Regions from separate parts of the Anser cygnoides genome. Here region 2 is linked to region 1. Evidence: chromatin contacts called from public Hi-C data. All regions are on one chromosome and are shown on one strand. Each heading gives the region's core, a stretch centred on a gene start, on an enhancer-like site or on the middle of the called end of the contact. The rest is flanking DNA. Distances are from core to core; before and after follow the strand shown.

Region 1 (7,457 bases), core at 3,321-5,820:
GAAGACAGTCAGTGAACGGGAGGAGGGGGTGACTGGGGGGCTGTGGATATTTACTTGGGGGGAGAATGGGCAACTTGTTCAGCCCAGTGACAGCACGGCAATAGAAATGACAGGTGACACTTGTTATGTGCTAAGAAATATTGGGGTGGGGGGGAGAGGGCGGAACAGTCTTTAACTGTATGTATACAGTAGTGGTCTCTAAATTAGCTGTTGCATTTCCAGATAAAGATCTTGGGAGTCATAGTGGTTTTTTCATCAACTCGATGGTAATAGTGAAAAGGCAAGTGTATTGTTAAAAGCTGTTATGAAAGCATCTGAGAACAAAACAGAACCTAATTATGGCATGTTTTATAAATTCTGTGGTGTACCCTCTTCTCGAACACTGTGTACAGTTCTGGTTGTGCCCCGTATCCATCCCTCCCCCATGCATACATGCTTCTCAGGGCTGTAAGATAACGAGATAAAGTACAGGAATTGTTCTCTGTGCAAGAGAGAGGCAGCAAAGCCCAGACCGTCTAGCCTGGAAAACAGATGACCAAGAGGAGCATGGCAGAGGGTCTGTAAAACAGTACGAGACATGGAGGAGGTGAGCAGGGCATAGTTATTCTCTGTTTCTCATAAGCCAGGAAATGGGGCCACCAAATGAAATGACTGGGTGGCAGCTTCAGAGCTGAGAAAGGAGTGTGTGCATGGGTTTTCTTTGTTCTTCTTCAGACAATAAACATATAATTAAATTGTAGCACTCTGCCACAGGATGTTGTAGATGCCAAAATTATAAATGGGTTCAAAAAGGATTAGACAATTTGATGGACTTTTTTTTTCCTCCTCCCATGAAGGGCCATTAAATCCAGTGATGCAGATACAGTGCCAGGCTCAGGAAGTCTCTGTGCTTGTCCTGCTCTCATACGTTATTCCTAAGTGCTGTCAGTGAATAATCCCGAGCAGCTCTTTTTGCCGGGGTGAGGGAACGTGGCAGAGGACCCCGCTTAATGGGGAGGAAGAGCTGAGGACTGGCCTCATACAGGAATGGGAGGCCACGCGAGTGCAGAGCTTGTGTGTAGGAGTTGGTGATTGTCAAGGAATGGGGAGGCGGCAGAACTGCCTGTGGTGCAAAGAGGAAGACGTTTGCCTTATTTTTGCTTCCTCATCAGAAAACTGTTTGGCTTCGGACAGATTTGGCAGTGCCTAGGTGCTGGTCAGCAGCCTGAAACCTGGCACTTGAGGGAATCGTGCCATGTTATTGTTCCTTTTTTAAAGATTTCTTGTGGTGTGTGTTTCTATACTCAGATCTTTCCTGCGTGCACGTAGGTCTGCCTGCATGGCTTGGTCACTGAATGTAAGTGGAAGGGAAACTGTGGAGGGAAGGAAGGAAATCTCTTGTTGGGTCAGTGTTCAGGGAAACCGAACAGCAAGCAGCAGCAGTTGTCTCACTCGGGTTGGGGTTTGGCTCTCAGAACTAACACCGTGTGTGCATTTACCTGTTTGTGACAACGCTGAAATGGCTCTGTGGAGGTCCTGCATGGGTGCTCCCGGTGAATGGCGAGGGGGGCAGGTGAGCCTCGGGAGGCCTGCTTTTCTTTTTCGGTTGCGTGCTCGGGGTTGCTGTAGTCTTACAGCTACCAGCCCTCCTCCTTTTTGAGAAGAAAAAGTGGATGTTGCAAATCTTGAAGAGGAGAAAACAAGCCTTTTGAAAATGTAATTTCATATTTCAAGTCTTTCTTTAAAGAAGCTTCCCCCCTTCCCATCCCGGTACAAAGCCCCAGCCATGTCTAGACAAAAGCCTGTTGTGATTAGCAGAGGTGTGATTCTTAATGCGGAGCGTGGGGGGGTGTATTCGTGCTCTGATGTTATGTTAATGTGTTTCCTGCTCCTGCAGGGGCTGCAGGCCTTGTGCATGCACAACTCCCGGCAAAGCCCGGATTGGAATCGCGTGCATATAGAAAAATAATTTTACACACTCGAAGTATACATTGAAAGGCTGTTTGCTTGTATAGTTATTCAGGCTTCATCTATGGCTGCACATTGGTGCCACCTGCTTGCAGGAAAGAATGAGTGGACTTGTATTATTCAGTAAAAAAAAAAATCGAGGCGAGGCCTCAACATCTGTTCTGGCTTTATTGTTCGCTCTGGCCTGGGCTGTGGGCAAAATGTAGGCCATAGCTTTTGCTTTACTGCTGGCTCTTAAACTAAAAAAGCGTCTCGGATCAGATATGTTTTTAAGAAAGTTTTTAAAAAAATAAAATCTGATGATGTGAAGTTCAGACTTGGTATGGGTTGAACTTGATTACTTGAAAAAAGGGGAACTGTGTTGCTATCCATGTTTTCTTCATTTTCTCCTCTAGCTCTCCTAATGGTAATAATTTTTATCGCCACAAAGTGACCTTTGTAATCATTGCTGGATGATTAATCTTTAACTGGGTAATTTTTAAAGCAATATTTTTCACACTGTCATAATGTGTGATACCATGTTTTTTGTAGCACAGCACCTACAGTCATTCTGAAGCAATACGGCCCTTCGGTCTGCACTTCCAGTGCTGCTGCTCTGTATGGAAACCCAAATAGTAGCCTCTGTTTCCTTAGGAGGATACAAAAATGCCCTCAGAACTTTATTTGCATATAGATTACGGTGCCAGTCAGGTGTAGTCACGTATAGGAAGAGCTAAGCACTGCTTAATTCATAACTTTTAAATTAAAAAACGTTCCTTAAGTTGCAGGATTCCAGTTTAAAATATTCCCCTACGCTCAGTGTTGCTATCGTGTGTACAAGGATGGTGTTTCTGCGAGGTACCAGCTCCTAAATCTAGGCAATCCTCAGAAAGCACAAGCTCAAGGGGGTTGCAGGCATTATCTGCTGACCTGGGAGAAGCCCCGTGCCCAAGGAGGTGGAGATGGGCAGCAGGGCTCTCCCCACGCCTGTGAGCTGCTGCTGGAGACCCCAGCGGCAGCAGCAGGGAAGGAAGGCGGAGCAGCTTTTCTTCTAATTCTTAATTTTGTTTGAATTCTCCTGTGTCACATAGGTACCTCGTTGTATTGCAGCTGTGCATGTACAATTACGCTATGAGCCTGAGTAATATCAGTGAGCCAGTAAGGAGGAGTTCTTCAAGTTATGGGAGCCGGTGCCTCCCTTGTCTTATTTTGTTTAACAGTCATCGTGGGTACTGTAAGCAGGGGATTTTACCCTATGCAATAAATATAAGGTCTGCATTGATAAAGAAAACGCAGGATTGGGAATGGAAGTACTTGTTTAATCTCACTTCATCAGAAGTAAATACGTTTAGACCTGGTCCAAAACTGCTTTAAGCAGCATTTATAGCAGCTAAGTCGTTATATGTCAGCTCCAGCTCTTCCCCAAACAATTAAAACATCTATTCACCTTTGTGTATTACGCAATGCATGTTTTATGTAAAATGTTAAGGGTTACATATTAAAGGTAAGGGGTGTTTCTTAGGTTTCTTAGTCTTTTTTTTTTAAACCTGCAAAATGTGATTTAAAGATGAATTAGTACCATTTATGGGAGGGCTCAGTAAGTGCTATTAGTAATGCAGTAGCCTTTGCAGGTGGGAATTCTGCCATCCTGTACCTTGGAGATTTCAGTCTGTTGTGTAAACTTTAATAACTCTTAATGAAATACATTGCTTAGATCTGGAAACCTTTTCTTACCTGCTGCCTTGCAAAATATCATTACCTTAAGATTTCCATTTACTACTATGGGAAGTGCTTTTTGAAACTACGTTGATTTCTCCATGCTTGCCTTCCGAAGAAGATACAGCAGTGTGCATCTGTATCAAGCACCTGGCACTGGCAGTGCTTTTCTGGGTTACCATTTGCTGTTTTAAGTAATGGAGGAACTTAACAGTGTCAGATTCCCACTCTTTGTGGTGCGTGTTGCAGTGCTGTCATGGTGGTGTGTTAGTCTGTTTGCCTCCTTTGAAAGTCAGAGGGCTCCAGTAGCTCTGAAATGCATTATGCAAACAGCAATAGCAAAAGAAAAAATAAAAAATCGCACCTGAGGCTGTTGAAAGGGTTATGGAGAAGGACGAAGGCTGGGAATCCTCCTGGCAGAGCTTCGTCCTGACTTGGGCAGGATGGAGCTGGGAGCAAAGTGTGTCTTGGCATCTGCAGGAGACTGGGATCATCTCTCTGAGGGGTCAGGGTAGGTGCCAAAAACAAAGCGTAGCGTGCTCTTGAGCGGCTCACAGCCGCAGCTGGAGCATGCAGCATCCCTGGGCAGAGCTGTGAGACCGAGCAGCTCCCTCAAGTGCAGAAACTGAAGTGGGAGCTGGCACCGCTGCCTTGCGCGGAAGCAAAAGGTAGGCGACAGCGAGGGGTGGTTCTTTCAGAGGCCTTGGCTCCCGTGAGTTTATTCTGGCACGTTTCATCTCTAGGAGGGAGAAGAAAAGTAAAATGGGTTGTGTCGGGCCAGAGCAGTGGGTCTGAGGTGGCCAAAGCTCCAGGTGTACTCCTTGTCCTTCATGCTGGATTTGCACATGCAGTCCTTCAGACAGCATAGAGCAGTGCCGTGGTGGAAGGAGGTCTCCTGCTGGTCCCCTTCCCTTCCTTGTCTCTTAGGGTATGCAGTATAAAACTAGGAATTAGTTGAGATAACCTTTTTTAATTTGGATTAGGCTCCCCTGCTCAGGTTGGCAGCAGCGGGGTGAAGCTACGTGACAGCAGAGGCCCTGTCCACGTGAGCCTGCTGCTCCCTGCGCACCCGCTCTGCTGTTTGTCTGATCTCGCAGCCAGCTGATTTGATTTAATAACTCAGGGAAAACGCTGTTTGCTTTTTATTTTGCCAGGTTAGTTTTAGTGAAATGTGCTTGGCTTGGATGGACAAATGCCAGAGTCAACAGGAGGTGGGGGAGAGGCGGGGAGCGCGTGTCAGGAGGGCAGGGAGATGCTGGCTGAGCAGGCCCTCCTCCGCCTTCAGCAGCGGTGAGGTGTGAGATGGGTGTGAGATGGGCTCCAGCTGTGAAGTAAAAGTTTCACCCTTTGGCATTTTGACTCAGTTTCTCCAAGGCTCTTGGTTCACCTCCCCGAATGGAGGTGCAGGTGGGATGAGGGAGTGGCATTTTTACAGTTTCCCTGACTTCAGCTGCTCCATGGCTCGCTGTGAGACCGGGAGGGGTCAGACACAAAGAAGGTTCTGCGACCTGTGGAGGAGACTTAGTGCTTCTGATGCTGCTTCCACCTCCCTCTCCTAACTAGTCTTGGCTTCCCAGCACCCTGGCAGAGGTTGGGAGAGAAGCACGCTTCTTGCTCCCGGTCCTGCTTCGTTGGCAGACTTTCTGCGAGCGTGGTGGCTCGCAGCCTGCAGGGCACGCGCGTGTCGTTGCTCTCGCTTTGCTCTGGAGAGAGCCTGAACAAAGATCTGTGGTTTCGTGTCAGCACAAACGTGTTCATGATGACAAACTCCGCAGCACATTCAGCGCTGACCGTATTCATACAGTCCCGATTCTAGCACCGGTGTAGCGTAAGTTTGTGTAGAAAACAAAGTCGTGCTATCTGCAGGAAGCCCTTAAGATGCCAGATACGTGCGTATCTCATCAGGCTGCGCATCAGACTGTGGGTGCTGCTCAGGGATTGTGGGGCCCAGTCCCTCTGCTATGGAAGTACACGGTCTTGTTGACTTTGGCTCGAGGCTGTGTTTCTTGGTGTGAGGAGGAGGTCCTGACCTTGCAGGTAAATTGATATCGGGGGATTTGCAAGGGTGTTAGGTCTCAGTGCATTTAAGAAGTTCCTTGCAAGGAATTTGTATGCGTCACTTCTATCCTGTTTCTGCAGAGGGTCCTGGCAGGGCCAAACCTCTGCTCTCTGACTTGGAGTGAATGCAGCAGAACGTGGCTCTAGGAGGAAGGGAGGATTGTAAGAGGGCTTTTTTGAATCTCTTGACTTTCACTTTCCTCTTTGTTCTCAGCCTTGTGTACGAGCTGGGATTGCTCAGGTGTGGGCTGACCTTAAGCTGGATTTACTTCTGAGGCTTTAAACTTTGTGTGGTGGTGGGAGAGCAGGACTGACATCTTTGTGTGCAAGTGAAAATTGGGCAGACATGCTTGGGAGTGAGGCTGTCCCTTCTGGTAGCCTTCACAGCAGGGTAGAGATGCTTTAAAGACTCAGAAGCAAGATAGATATTTTGTTTTAAATCAGCCCAATGCCTCTTAGAGTCAGCTGCTGCTGGTTGAAACCTCCATCTTGTGTTTTTCTTTTTTTTTTCTGTGCGGCAATCTTGCAACAAGTTTCCAAAAGCTGGGGAAGAGCTGTAGCTGCGTTGGGTGTGGGCTTCACGCCCTTGCTGTGTGCTGCTCTCGCGCGTGCCAGGCCTGTGCCTTACCAGGGGCTGTGTGGGGAGTCCCCAGGGGTGGAGGACATCACCCTACAAGCAGACGGGGGTTAGTAACTCAAACAGCTGTGTTACCGAGCTGCACAACAGAGCGCCACGTTCCTATACACTGTGTGGTCAGCTGCATGCTGCTGTTGAGATGCGGCTGGTGGATATCAGGTCATGCCTCATCTCTTCCCTTGTACCAGGTGAAATGTTAGTGGGCTTGTGCCATCAACCAGGGCCGTAAGTGGGACCAACTTTAAAAATGGCCTTTTCTTTACAAAGTGAGTTTTAACCTGGATCGAACCCCTCTTCTGGTTCAGTGTATGGTTCATAAAACAATTGTCTGTGCGGCTAAGGAAGTGGGGTAGGAGCATGTTCTGGGGACAGCCCTGGAAAAGAGCCATGGTACTGTGCCTGGTCAGAGGGGCTGCCCATCTCTGCTAGGGTGAAGGCAATGGGAACTTGCATCCCCTATGGGTTCTGGCACTGGAACAAAGGAGAGGAGGAAGGGTCTGTGATTCCTCTGAGCCGTGACTTTGGGACAAACAGGAGAGCCAGCAGTGGGGAAATGATTTCGAACTGTTTGTTCGTGTATCATCTGTGATAGGGAGCTAATGGGTACGGCAGAGACTTTACAAATACCTAGTGGGTAGTGTAGATGAAAGTGCAGGATTAACTGAAATGTCAGACAATCTTTCTGCCAATATACAGCTTCTTTAAACACAGGTTGCACTGGTTTAACTGCACTTGCTTAAATGAGTAAACCCCATTGATCCTAAATTGATGTTACCCTAAAAAGAGTAACCCTTGCCCTCCTTAAGTGGCTCTTTTAATGTAAAATATATAATGGATTAAATTAATGTAGCTTTTTAGCTTTGTCACTAAAGTGTAGAGTGTTTGAATTCACCCTGTTAACCTTTGTGCAGAAGCAGAGGATGGGGGAAGAAATTCCCCCATGTTGGTGGGCCTTGTGCTGTTTGGAAAGATATAGAAAAGGGACGTAATAACTGCTCTGCAAAAGCTGTGCCATGCCCTATCCTCTCTCCTGATGGCTCTCGCTCTAAAATAACCATTTCAACGTGCTTCCGAATTCTGAGCAAGCTCTTAAGCTCTTCCTTGCTATGTCATGTAGCAA
Region 2 (6,921 bases), core at 2,354-4,853, 130 kb after region 1:
GATAGTGTTTTTTTTGCTGTGTGCTTATTTAAAAAAAAAAAGACTAAAAGACAGCAAGACTTTTTGATTCTTATTTGGTGATGTCAGATTAAAAGATGTTGGTGTCTTGAGCTGATGTAGTTTAAAATAAAGATGTTTCTGATTAAATCACTGTTGTGGTTTAACCCGGCTGGCAGCTAAACACCACACAGCCGTTCGCTCACCCTCCCCCCTCCCTCTCTGGGATGGGGGAGAGAAACGGGAAAGTGAAGCCTGTGAGTTGAGATAAAGACAGTTTATTAAGACAGGAAAATAATAATAACAATAATAATAATAATAGTGATAATGGTAATAGTATTAACAATAATAATGTGTAAGAAAACAAGTGATGCGCAATGCAATTGCTCACCACCCGCTGACCGATGCCCAGCCTATTCCCGAGCAGCCGGCCCCCCACCCCGGCCAGCCACCCCTATATATTGTTTAGCATGACGTCAGATGGTATGGAATACCCCTTTGGCCAGTTTGGGTCAGCTGTCCTGGGTCTGTCCCCTCCCAGCTCCTGCTGCACCCAATCACGCAGCAGGCTTTTTTTTTTCTTGAGTCATATCTCAGTAGGAAAAGTGACTTTTTAGGTCGCTTGGTAATGAGACATCTTTTTCTAGGACTTTGGCCAAAGTGATTTGGACAGGACATCCACTTTAATCCTTGTTGATCTTCGTTAGGATTTGTCACAGGTCATTCAAATCTGTTTCCTCATCATAATAGGCATAACTGGGAAGCAGCATACATCTTCTCATCTGGATACATGTGATTTTTCATTACTACTTGTAACATTTGGAGGAATGACTGCTATGCTGCACAATAAAGGTAAAAGAAATGTTAGACTTGCTCTGAAGTGGAGGAAATCTGGTCTGATGAAAATAGATTTCCATAAAGACGGAGTATTCAGGATGCAAATATAAACAGGTTTTGCTAGCGCTCTCTTCAGAGCATAGATAAAACAGTTCTGTAAAATGAAACTACCTTTAACTTGAAACAGATTCTTATGGCATTCCCAGAGTATTCAATCTTAATCTTTTGCGATAGGTGAGTGTCTTTCCTTTGGAAACAGAGCCAGAAGTTATGAAAATACAGGGTGTTGATCCACTTCCTTGACGTGTGACTGGCATATCTCAATTGCGGACTTCCCCAAAGCAGCAGAGGAAGAATTGCACTTTGTCCTGTGGTTATCTGGTTGTCTCTTGATCTTTCCTGTTCTTTACATGCTTCTACTAAAAACCTCATATAGGGCTGTGGGTCCCAGCTGGGAGTTAATTTCATAGATGACATGCAGTAGCCTGGTAAGTTTTCTTTTTCTGACCCATGTGTGGTGAGGTTGGACAGAATGTCTCTCATCTGTTGTCCTGTGAACCAGGCTTTCAAAGCTTGAGAGATCTTTGATTTCTGAAAGAGGCTTTTGATTTCTTGTACTTCAGATGATTTTATACTGTGTTTTGGTAGCCCACTGAGATTATGAAGTAATTATTAAGAGCTGTAGATAGCAAGTGCAAGCTGAAATACAAGCACTTTTTACTACTGCCTCAAACTGAATCTTGGTTGTTTTGCTATCTCATATGTCACGATTGGAAAGAAATGATGTTAACTTTCAAAAAATTAAGTTATACATAGAAAAGCTGACTTTTTAAGCAGTACTAAATTACACTGAATTACTTTTCTGCTGCCTTTTTTTTCAATAACCTAAAATCAAAACTCTCTTTGAGTTGTTACTCCCACCCCTTGCTGCAGTTTATATTAGACTGGATGTTAATTATCCTACTCAACACTGAGTAGTTATTAAAATTGTCAGTCTCTGGACTCTTGGATTCCAAAAAGAATGAATACTACATTATTACTTACAAATATTCCTATTCTGAACTCTTAATAGTGATATAATTACTGCTCAGTGTAACAAGCATATTAGAACTGTTTCCATGAAAGTACAGTCTAGCAGGCTTGCTAAATTGAGCTTGTTGTATTGAGGTGCTGTCTTGTTTAATGCTGTAAGTCACTTCACGTGAATATGTAGTTGAAAGAAATGGAGACAAAGAAAGTGTTAAAAAGTTAAAAGAATAAAATATGAAACTAACTTACCACTCATTTTCTGCTATTCAGTAATCTTGCAAACTGGAACACAGGAAGGACCCAGTGTTGTAATATCTGTGGTTCAAGCGACATACATGGTTATTCTTTTGAAAGTACTTCAAGATACCAGATCTTTTTTTATACTTACGGTTTCCCAGTTCACCTAGGAAAAGAAGGAATAGTCTATACCATTCAACCCAAATCCAGTTTTGCTATTGGTTCAGTAATTTTTAGTGCGTAGAGCCCTTAAACATGGTGAAACCTGCTTTAGTTGCTTGAGAGCATAGCAGTTCATGTATAAGGATAGGCCTTTTCTCTGTACCAGATCGTATTGTAATAGCTATAAAATAACTTCTTCACAGCGGGAGTTTTGAGCACTGGAGCAGGTTACTCGGGGAGGCTGTGGTATTGTCAGTCTTCAAGGTTTTGAAAACTCAGCTGGGCAAGGCCTTGAGCAGCCCAGTCTTTGAAGTTAGCCTTGTTCTGAACAGGAGGTTGGGCTAGATAACCTCCAGAGGTCTCTTCCAAGCTGAATGATTCCAGGGTACTGTACCTAATAACTGACTGAAGAGCTAGTGAGTGGCCAAAGCTTCTCATGCAGAGAGTACTCAGTCTTTCCCGTGTGCATTCAGATGCTTGTATCTTATGTGCTTATATCCAAGTAGTGATTCTTTTCTCCCAACTCCCTGTTGATTTTTTTTTTCTATTTTGTATGTTATATCAAGGTCATGTTCAAAGTTGGTTTGTATTAGTTTATGCAAGGAAGGTGGATGCTTACACAAGTGTAAGATGAAGGTTATAGCAGTTAAAATACCCAGTTCTTTTTACTACATGAAAAAGTTTTTACATGCCAGTGCTGCTTTTATTTTTGTATAGGAATTAGTATTTGAATGTGTTGCACGAAAAAACGTGAGGGATGGTCTCATGCTTTTCACCGTGTAAAGTTATACCTGAAGTTGGTGACTGCCACCCTCCCCTGTCCCCCCTTGGTGCCCCTCAGAACTTCCCCACAAAGCATACACTAGAAACACTGAAGCACTGGTGGTTGATCCTGTACGTGTTGTACAGAGACAGTAAACAGTGCATCAAACAGAACAAGCGCACGGAGGGGAAAAATCATTAACTTCCCTGTACAAACAAGAAGAGGGAAGTGACTTTTGAACTTGGTACGAGGCAAAATCAATGGATGATCCTGTGCTTTCAAACCTGCCGCTCCAGTGCTGCTTTGGTCACTACCTAGATACTTCTGTGGTGAGAGTTAAACTACTTACGTTTTATTTCTCAGTTCTTCTTCTGTGCCCCTGCTCAGACTCAACAGCTGTGGGGCTTTGGCCTGAACATCAGGCCAAGGTGGTGCCTGGATGCTGTGAGACCAGGCCTCTGCAGTGAGATACCTCATGCTCAGGAGCTCTGGAGTCAAAATACCCATGGCAGTCTTCCTGCTCAGCTTTAATTTTTTTTGACATTTGTTGCATTGGATAAATTGATAATATGTTGTCACTGATATACTCCTTTCAGCTTGCATTATTGTTTTAACCAGTCATCGTGTTATGGCAGTATGTTGTATATTATAATTGAATTCAGAAGTGCAAGCAAAATTGAGTCGGAAGACTGTCTAAAAGATAGTAAAAGAGAGGTGTATGTTCTTTTCAATAGGTATGTACTAGGAATTTATTAGAAGCTATAAAATGCTGAAAGACAAAGTTAATTTTTTCATCGTTTAAAGTAATTCTGTGCGATAACTTGAAGCAATAACTTTGTGATAGAAACACGTAGGCTAGGAAGACTGAAGAACTAGAAATACCACTGCAAGTAAACAATTATTTGGTTCTCTGAGGGTATCCTGTAAATTACAAAAGAAAATTCTGTGAAGACTGAAACTGAAGAAGTCTGGTGTCTGGTTTCCTACAAATCTGTGCACTATATCCCCTTCTTGACCCAATTCTCCCCCTTCCTCAATAATTAAAAAAAAAGGCCTTCAAACACCCTACCTTCCCATTACAGTAATAGAGAGGATGAAGACCACCCAGTTTGCCTAGACAAGGGGGAGCTGGTGGTTTAGATGTAGCTTATGCAGACTGGCCAGCTGATAGACCACACAGAGGCGGTGGTGTTTGAGGTTGCACTTTCCTAGCCTTTTACTCACTGGGATGCTACATTAAGTTTCTCTTTCTGTTCCCCACAGAGCTGCCCATTTTCATGAGACCTGTCTGTACAGTTGGTTCCCAGTTGGTTGTGTTGTATTTTTTTCGAGAGGCTGATACACGAATGGAAGGATGGATAGAAAACAAGGAGCCCTATTTCAGTAAAAACTAGGTTTAAGAAGAAAACACTCCATATTACCGAAAATGGCCTAGTTAGGATAGGACACTAAAGTTTGTGTTTTCTTACACTTCTTAAATAAAAATATAAATGCTGCTCTTTGAAGAAGAAAGGTCGGATCATCTTAATTGGTCACTGTTCTGTTGTGATCTTTAGCTCCCATCCAACTTCAGGTTTCTTCTTTCAGAGCTTAATTTAGGTATTGTGTGTGCAGCACCGTTCTCTTTGGGTAACTTCTGTTGTTAGTGTAGCTTGCAATTTGATGGAAAAGCTTTTCTGTCCTAAGTAAAACAAAAGTAGATTGTATCTTTTGTTATCTTCATAACATAAACATTTTATTGAAATAGCTGCTTGACCTTTTTTGATTTTAAAGTTTTGGTAAAAGCTTATTTGCTTTATATTGCCAATGTATTGAAACTGTCTTCATGCAGAGCTTGCTAAGTAGTAAATACTGCGTTCCAATTCTAAATGAGCTTTTTGGGGATTCAGTAAGAGTTACGGATTGTTTTTGTCTTTTTTTATTTCAGATGTAAATTTATTTTAAAATTTTTTAGAAGCTTTATTGTATTTCTAAGTTGCAAATGAGTTTTATTCCTAAGGAGCAAATAAACCGAACAACAAAAGCCAACTATGTGGCATAATTCAAAAACTTTAGCGCAGATTTCTAGGATGTCTGCCCTCTCTGCAACGAGAGCAGTGTTCTTGCTTAAACAAGGAAAGAGAAAAATGCTGTTTTGGTAACTTCCATGCTGTCTAATTCTTGGAACATCTTAAGTCAAGTCGGTAAACTTACTTTTGCTTCCAGTTTCTAATATTAGTATGAGTTGAGAAAGAAGAAATTGTACTGACCTTTGTTGCAGCATGTGCGGCCTGAAATACTACTTGACACTCTAGTATCTGAGGCTGGACCTCACTTGTATTAAGAGGAATGACAAAATAGAGCTCAGCGAGATGTGACCGACTTTGGGGGAGCAAGCGTTGTCACAGACACGATGACCAGAGAATCTCCACTTTTGTTACTCTGAAGAAGCGTGACTGTAAGCGTATGCTGACTGCATGAGAAACGGCTGAAAGAATTGTAATCAATAGTGGACAGAACCAACCTTGGAGATTGTGCCTCTTTTTCTGTGTTGATCTGTCCTGAATGATGATTGTCCAAGATTTAACAGTTTGTCCAACAGACTGAGTTTTAAGACGTCTAAAATTGATTCTTGTTATTGTGATGACTTTTCCCAGGGATAAGAAAGCTGGAGCTTAAGGAAGCAGCTAGTGGTGAATCAGGAGTTCAGATTTAGCTTGCTGAACAAGGACTGAAGTCTTTGACTTGATGGCAGCTTGCCATGCCTTTAGGAGTCGGCAGCTCCCACCAGAACTGGCATATCTTGAATGTTCTAGCCAGGCTCACCTCCCTGCTTTCTAGAAGTGGTTATCTTTACTACTGTAAGCACGTAGTATCTTACTGAGGTGTGACTTCAAAAGTGCCTCTTGTTGGCAGTTTAAAACCTGATTATGGGGGTATAATCTGAGTCCCACTGTTGAGAGTCCTGGAAAGGAAAAGACGATGTTGCAGATGTCACCCTGTAGTGGTATGTAAACCGTAATAGAAAGCTGTTTGCAAAGGGATGGCAGCTGAATTGTAGTATTTGCACTTGTGTTCACCATTGATCTCATATACGTGTGTAATAGCACGTAACTCATGCCTGAGGATGTAGCTCTGTGCATACAGTAGTTTAATTTGTGTGTGCAGTTTGCGATGAACATCAAGTCTCCCCACCTCCTTGTTAAATGCAGCTTTTGGGTTGTAATAAAGAGGTTTTAGTGTTCTTTTAAGCTCAGTTCTCTGTTGTATTTTTATTGCAGCACTTTATGAATGGCTTCCTGGTTTTGCTGCCTAAGAAAATGCTGGCTGTTCAGAGCGCTGCGGAAGAGAATTCCTCACCAAGCTGGCTGCTGTAGTGCTGCACTTGTTTAGCTTTTCTTGTCTGACATACTTCTTCATGAAACAAAACCAAAAAAGCTGAAGCGCACAAATCTCACTGTTAAGCATATTGCATAGTAAACTTTATTTATCGGTGTGCTTTCTGGTTGTTTTCTGTGACATGATATTCAATATACCAATTCCAAAAGGGGAGTCATGTGGAGCACTGTGCAGCTTATTTTGGTATGAAATCTCTTTTTCCAGCTGACAGTTCAGCCACTGAGCAGTTTCATATCTCTGTGAAACTCTCACCTGCTGTTCATTTGGCATTCAGTACTCTTTCTCAGCTGAATCTTGAGTATTCTTCTTTTCACCCCTGCCTCCTTGTGACCAATTACTCAGTTTCCATGAAGAAATAATGCTTTTGAAAGACTTTAAATATCTGATATTTAGCTCCTTTTTGTTTTGAAGAAACAGGATGAGGAAGCAAACATTCAGTATAGTTGTTTTGTATGGTGCATAAGTTCAGGCACTTTGTGCTGTCTTGACTTGCCAATTCTCCCTGCAGCACCTCTTTT

Evidence for each region. Hi-C and Micro-C count contacts between places; a contact is called where the count stands out from the background.
Region 2: a Hi-C map of liver shows a contact between it and region 1, with 4 times the contacts expected there. The contact joins two enhancer-like sites. A contact is called at or near these places in 2 of 7 Hi-C or Micro-C datasets (both in liver).

What each region holds. Positions count from the first base shown.
Region 1 is chr5:55,581,776-55,589,232 of Taihu_goose_T2T_genome, forward strand. The region is part of intron 2 of RCOR1 (REST corepressor 1); the gene reads left to right. Among named protein-coding and RNA genes, the nearest start is that of RCOR1, 35 kb to the left of the region's middle. Within about 2 kb of position 4,571, at least 1 of the 3 cell types and tissues checked has open chromatin away from gene starts, as enhancers often do. A contact at or near this core is called in liver, where this site is marked.
Region 2 is chr5:55,716,483-55,723,403 of Taihu_goose_T2T_genome, forward strand. The region is part of intron 4 of TRAF3 (TNF receptor associated factor 3); the gene reads left to right. Among named protein-coding and RNA genes, the nearest start is that of TRAF3, 33 kb to the left of the region's middle. Within about 2 kb of position 3,604, at least 1 of the 3 cell types and tissues checked has open chromatin away from gene starts, as enhancers often do. A contact at or near this core is called in liver, where this site is marked.